Linked DNA regions of Callithrix jacchus: region 1 is linked to region 2. A link is a contact called in public Hi-C data. All regions are on one chromosome and are shown on one strand. The core of a region is the stretch at or near the end of the contact, and the rest is flanking DNA. Distances in the headings are between cores, read along the strand shown.

Region 1 (2,700 bases), core at 30-2,529, 95 kb after region 2:
CACTGCTGATCTGCCCCCGAAACCAGTCCTACCTCTACCAATGGCTCCTCCATCCTCCAGGTGGACCCCCAAACCAGGGAGTCTCCCTGGCCTTCTCCCTCTCACTTGCCCCACGTCTGATCACTCATCACATCCTGTCGGCTCCAACTTCCAGGTGGACCCGGAGTCTGCCCTCGTCTCCTCACCTCCAGGCCCCTGCCTCGGCCCTGGCCACCAGCACCACTGCCTGTACTGGTGCAGTCACCTCCTGGCTTCCTTTTCTCCCTCAGCCCCTCACCGTCCGTTCTCCACACGTGACCAGAGGAACCTGTCAGAAGGGACCTATCCCTTCCCACACAGACCCCTCCCAGGGATCCTGGTCTTTCCTGTGGCCTGTGAGACCAGGTGCGACCCCCCAACGAACCCTCCACCTGTTTGATGACCTTGCCGCCTCTCTTTCCCTCGCTTCCACCCTTCCAGCCCCGATGGCTTCCTGCCATTCCTCAAGAAGTCCTGGGTTTTTCCATCTCAGGGTCTTTGCAGGAGCCTGGAGCCCTCATCCACCGTGGATGCCCCCGACTCCCTCACCTCTTCAGGTCTGAGTTCAGATGCCACCCTCGACAGACACCTTTTCTGACCCTTCCCCTCCCTTAAGTAGCCTCGGCCTCCTCCACACTCTCTCCCTGTTCATCCCTGACCATCCTGTATTCTTTTAAAATTTTTAAATTAAAAAAAAATTTTTTTTGAGACAGAGTTTTGCTCTTATTGCCTAGGCTGGATTGCAATGGTGAGATCTCAGCTCACTGCAATGTCCACCTCCCAGGTTCAAGTGATTCTCCTGCCTCAACCTCCCAAGTAGCTGGGATTAAAGGCATGTGCCACCATGCCTGGCTAATTTTATATCTTTAGTAGAGATGGGGTTTCTCCATGTTGGTCGAGCTGGTCTCGAACCTCCTGATCTCAGGTGATCTGCCTGTCTTGGTCTTCCCTCTTTTTCACAGGAGGAGGGGAAAGGTGCTCCCAGGAGAGTGGGCAGCGTGGGCCAGGGCTTGGCAGTGTGGGCAGCGAGAGTGTGGGGGAGGGGGAGTGGTGGAGCCTGGGTGGCAGGTGTGAGCAGGCCAGGGTCACCTTGACTGTCAGCCACTGGTTGTGTGACTCAGGAAGCCCTGTCTCTCTCTGGACCCAAGAACCTGCAACTGCTGTTGGAGACCCCCTAAGAGGATCCACCATCTGACAGAGGGGGAAACTGAGGCTGCAAAGCTGCTGCTATGATCTGGTGAAAGGGTCAGCCCAGGGCTTCTAGCAGTCCCTCACACCTCAGTGTGAGTGAGCCCCCTGGATTCTTGGCTATCTGGTGGCCCCTGCCCCTAGACCCCACAGGGCTTGGGAGGCAGGGTGAGGGCAGGCCTGAACCTGGGTGCGGCCAGGACTGTGTCAGGTCCCAGCCTACCCTCGGTCCAGGCCCCTGGCTCCCTGCAGGGCTCTGGATTGCACAATCATACCACCCACGGCTGTGACCAAGGTAGATGACACATGCTTTCTGGGAGCCACCCTGGGCCACGCAGGCTCGTCATACACACAGGGCCGTTGGCATGGATGCGCTCCGGCATGGCCTGACGATGTGAGGAGTGACTGCTCCTTACACTGCCACTTCCAGACTGTGTGACTCTCGACAAGTCACTTCCCTGCTCTGAGCCTAACTTTCCTTTTCTGTAAAAGGCGGTAATAACAGTGCCTGCTCCCCTGGCATTTGGAGGGATTGACTCTGCCCCTGCCATACTGGCCCTCTGGCTGGTCCTCAAATGCACCGGGCATGCCCCACCCAGAGCCTCCACCTGTGCTCTTCCCTGCGCCCTTGCACCTCCCTCAGGTCTCTGCTCAAATGTCGCAGCTCATGAGGCCTTTCCTGCCTGGACACTCTCTCCTTACTGAATTCCTCTCCTCATCTCTCAGTGCTACCTGACCCATCATGGTTCCTGCTTATTCTGTTGACCCGCCCCAGGGTGGCAGCTCCATCTTTATCTCTGTTGGTCATCACTGTGTCCCCATACCCCAACAAAACACCTCATACAAGAAAGTGCTCAGTCCATAGTTGCAGAATGAATGAATGAATGAATGAATGGAAAGTGCTTAGCACCATGCCCTGTCCTTAGTAAGCACCCAAAACCCAGTGCCTTGCGGTGGTGCTAGCTTTGGCTCTGATTTCTAGCCTCATCAAATCCCACCCTCAGCAGCCGATGCCCCTGCCTTCTCTGCCTGGCCAGCTTCCTGCTGCCTGTGCAGTCTCGTTCCTGGGTCAGGACGACCTCTCAGGGAATGGCAGGCCTGTAGGGCTGGCCCCCTCTGGCTCTGCCTCCAGCTCCTCTTACATCTCCCGGGGCAGAGGCTTCTGGGAAACAGGCTTTGAAGCTCCCCTGGGTCAGACCGGCTGGGGCCTTCCTTAGGCGTTGCCTGATGTGACCCCATTAGTGAACAAATGGGGACAGTGAGACCTAGAGAGGGGCAGCCACGTCTGATGTCAGCCTTCAGGGCTCCCAAAGCATCCAGGGACGCTTCCAGGACTCTGGCTTCTTTGTTGTTTTTGGAACAGAGCTGAGCTCAGGTGCCTGTTTTCTGGATGACAGAACTGAACCCCATTACAGGCTTTGGAGCCAGGTTTGAATCTCAGTCCCCTCACTTCCTGGCTGTGTGATCGAGGCTTATCACTTGGTCCCTCTGAGC
Region 2 (2,853 bases), core at 59-2,558:
GTGCTTGTCACTTTCCCGTCTGTGAAAAGGCAGCAGCAGAAGCATCTTCCTGGTGGGGTGAAAAAAGTTGAACCTTGGGGTCCAGGCCCACCCCGAGCACAGGGCAGGGACTTGGTAAAAACAGGGGTGTCTCTTCTCTTTCCTGAATGCCACCCCCTCTCCCGTGAGGCCTGGCTTAAGCCGCTCACGGCAGCTTCAGAAACAGAAGCTTTTTGGTCTCTGGGGCTGGCAATAGGTCTTAGGGCCCAGAGAGGGCAGGCATTTCGTGTGGGATGAATGTGGGCGGGACACTAGGCTGTGACCTTGGTATGCCATGCTATGCCCCCTCTGGGCCTCCAGTGGCACAATCCGTGGGGGTCCCTTTTTCTCCGATGTGCTGCCTATAAGGTAAACCTCAGGTTGGGGAGTCTGTAGGAACAATGCCACCACTGCTGACAGTAGGGACACCCTTCATGGACTGCAGCTGGGAGAAGTGAAGGGACTCACCCAAGGTCACACAGTGTGGCAGGGCCGAGCGCCCCCCAACTCCATCCCCATCGCAGGGCCCAGGTCGGGTGGTGCGGTGCGGGGTGGGAGAAGACCCAGGTGTTGAAGCCGCGAGCAGGCGGCAGGTGAGGTGGGCGGGGCGCCGTCCACCAGGGTCCAGCCCCCAGCGGAGCGCGCTCCTGCCCTGTCCCCTCCCCGACCCCCGGGATCCTCATATTGGTGGCTTAAGAGGGAGTCGTCACAGGCCTGGAGTCTCCTTTCTAGAGCCAGGGACCTGGGGAAGGGGTGGGAGTTTAGGAGAGGAAGGGCCACGGGGATGGGTCGCTTCTCCAGGAGCTAGAGCTGCGGCCTGGGGTCTCCAGGGATCGGCCCGGGGAGCGGCCCCCGGTCGGCAGTCCGGGCTCGGCTCGGCCCTCCTGAAACCTCCGCCTCCTCCAGCAGGGGGCGGGCCGCGGCCGCGTCTCCGGGGGGAAGGCGCTCAGGTCGCCCCCTCCTCGGATTCCCCCGCCTTTCAGGGCAGCCTCCAGCCCAGAGGGGCGGTCCGGGGGCGGGGTCGCACCGCCCCCTCTCGCTCCCAATCCCGGGGCGGCCGAGCGCGGGTGGGCAGGGGGCGCGATGCCGCTCCCCCCGCGGCCCGGGGACCCCCGGAAAACGCGCTCCGGGTGCCCGGTCCCTCCGCTGCGCCCCGCCACCGGCCTCCCGGGGGTCTCGGGCGTCCGCGGCCGTGTCCTCCGCGTCCCGGTGGCGGCGGCGGGAGGGGCCGGCGTGACGCACGGTTGCTACGGGCCGCCCTTATAAATAACCGGGCTCAGGAGAAACTTTAGCGAGTCAGAGCCGCGCACGGGACTGGGAAGGGGACCCACCCGAGGGTCCAGCCACCAGCCCCCGCACTAATAGCGGCCACCCCGGCAGCCGCGGCAGCAGCAGCGACGCAGCGGCGACAGCTCACAGCAGGGAGGCCGCGCCACCTGCGGGCCGGCCGGAGCGGGCAGCCCCAGGCCCCCTCCCCGGGCACCCGCGTTCATGCAACGCCTGGTGGCCTGGGACCCAGCATGTCTCCCCCTGCCGCCGCCGCCTGCCTTTAAATCCATGGAAGTGGCCAACTTCTACTACGAGGCGGACTGCTTGGCTGCTGCGTACGGCGGCAAGGCGGCCCCCGCGGCGCCCCCCGCGGCCAGACCCGGGCCGCGCCCCCCCGCCGGCGAGCTGGGCAGCATCGGCGACCACGAGCGCGCCATCGACTTCAGCCCGTACCTGGAGCCGCTGGGCGCGCCGCAGGCCCCGGCGCCCGCCACGGCCACGGACACCTTCGAGGCGGCTCCGCCTGCGCCCGCCCCCGCGCCCGCCTCCTCCGGGCAGCACCACGACTTCCTTTCCGACCTCTTCTCCGACGACTACGGGGGCAAGAACTGCAAGAAGCCGGCCGAGTACGGCTACGTGAGCCTGGGGCGCCTGGGGGCCGCCAAGGGCGCGCTGCACCCCGGCTGCTTCGCGCCCCTGCACCCGCCGCCCCCGCCGCCGCCGCCGCCCGCCGAGCTCAAGGCGGAGCCGGGCTTCGAGCCCGCGGACTGCAAGCGGAAGGAGGAGGCCGGGGCGCCGGGCGGCGGCGCAGGCATGGCGGCGGGCTTCCCGTACGCGCTGCGCGCTTACCTCGGCTACCAGGCTGTGCCGAGCGGCAGCAGCGGGAGCCTCTCCACGTCCTCGTCGTCCAGCCCGCCCGGCACGCCGAGCCCCGCCGACGCCAAGGCGCCCCCGGCCGCCTGCTACGCTGGGGCCGCGCCGGCGCCCTCGCAGGTCAAGAGCAAGGCCAAGAAGACCGTGGACAAGCACAGCGACGAGTACAAGATCCGGCGCGAGCGCAACAACATCGCCGTGCGCAAGAGCCGCGACAAGGCCAAGATGCGCAACCTGGAGACGCAACACAAGGTCCTGGAGCTCACGGCCGAGAACGAGCGGCTGCAGAAGAAGGTGGAACAACTGTCGCGCGAGCTCAGCACCCTGCGGAACTTGTTCAAGCAGCTTCCCGAGCCCTTGCTCGCCTCCTCCGGCCACTGCTAACGCGGCCCCCGCGCGCGTCCCCCTGCCGGCCGGGGCCGAGACTCCGGGGAGCGCCCGCACCCGCGCCCGCGCCCCCGCCCCCGCCCCCGGCGGCGCCGGCAAAACTTTGGCACTGGGGCACTTGGCAGCGCGGGGAGCCCGTCGGTAATTTTAATATTTTATTATATATATATATATATCTATATTTTTGTCCAAATCAACCGCACATGCAGATGGGGCGCCCGCCCGTGGTGTTATTTAAAGAAGAAACGTCTATGTGTACAGATGAATGACTCTCTGCCTCTCCCTCTGCCCCTCTCCAGGCGCCGG

Evidence for each region. Hi-C and Micro-C count contacts between places; a contact is called where the count stands out from the background.
Region 1: a contact with region 2 is called in a Hi-C map of skeletal muscle, with 3 times the contacts expected there. The contact joins the enhancer-like site here to the promoter of CEBPB in region 2. A contact is called at or near these places in 2 of 3 Hi-C or Micro-C datasets (both in skeletal muscle).

The regions. Positions count from the first base shown.
Region 1 is chr5:45,821,497-45,824,196 of calJac240_pri, forward strand. No RefSeq gene overlaps it. Among named protein-coding and RNA genes, the nearest start is that of CEBPB, 95 kb to the left of the region's middle. Within about 2 kb of position 1,280, at least 3 of the 16 cell types and tissues checked have an H3K27ac peak or open chromatin away from gene starts, as enhancers often do. A contact at or near this core is called in skeletal muscle, where this site is marked.
Region 2 is chr5:45,726,306-45,729,158 of calJac240_pri, forward strand. It overlaps CEBPB (CCAAT enhancer binding protein beta), which reads left to right and starts at 1,309. Exons shown (of 1, transcript XM_003732845.5): 1 at 1,309-2,853. The coding sequence starts at 1,510. The coding sequence ends at 2,544.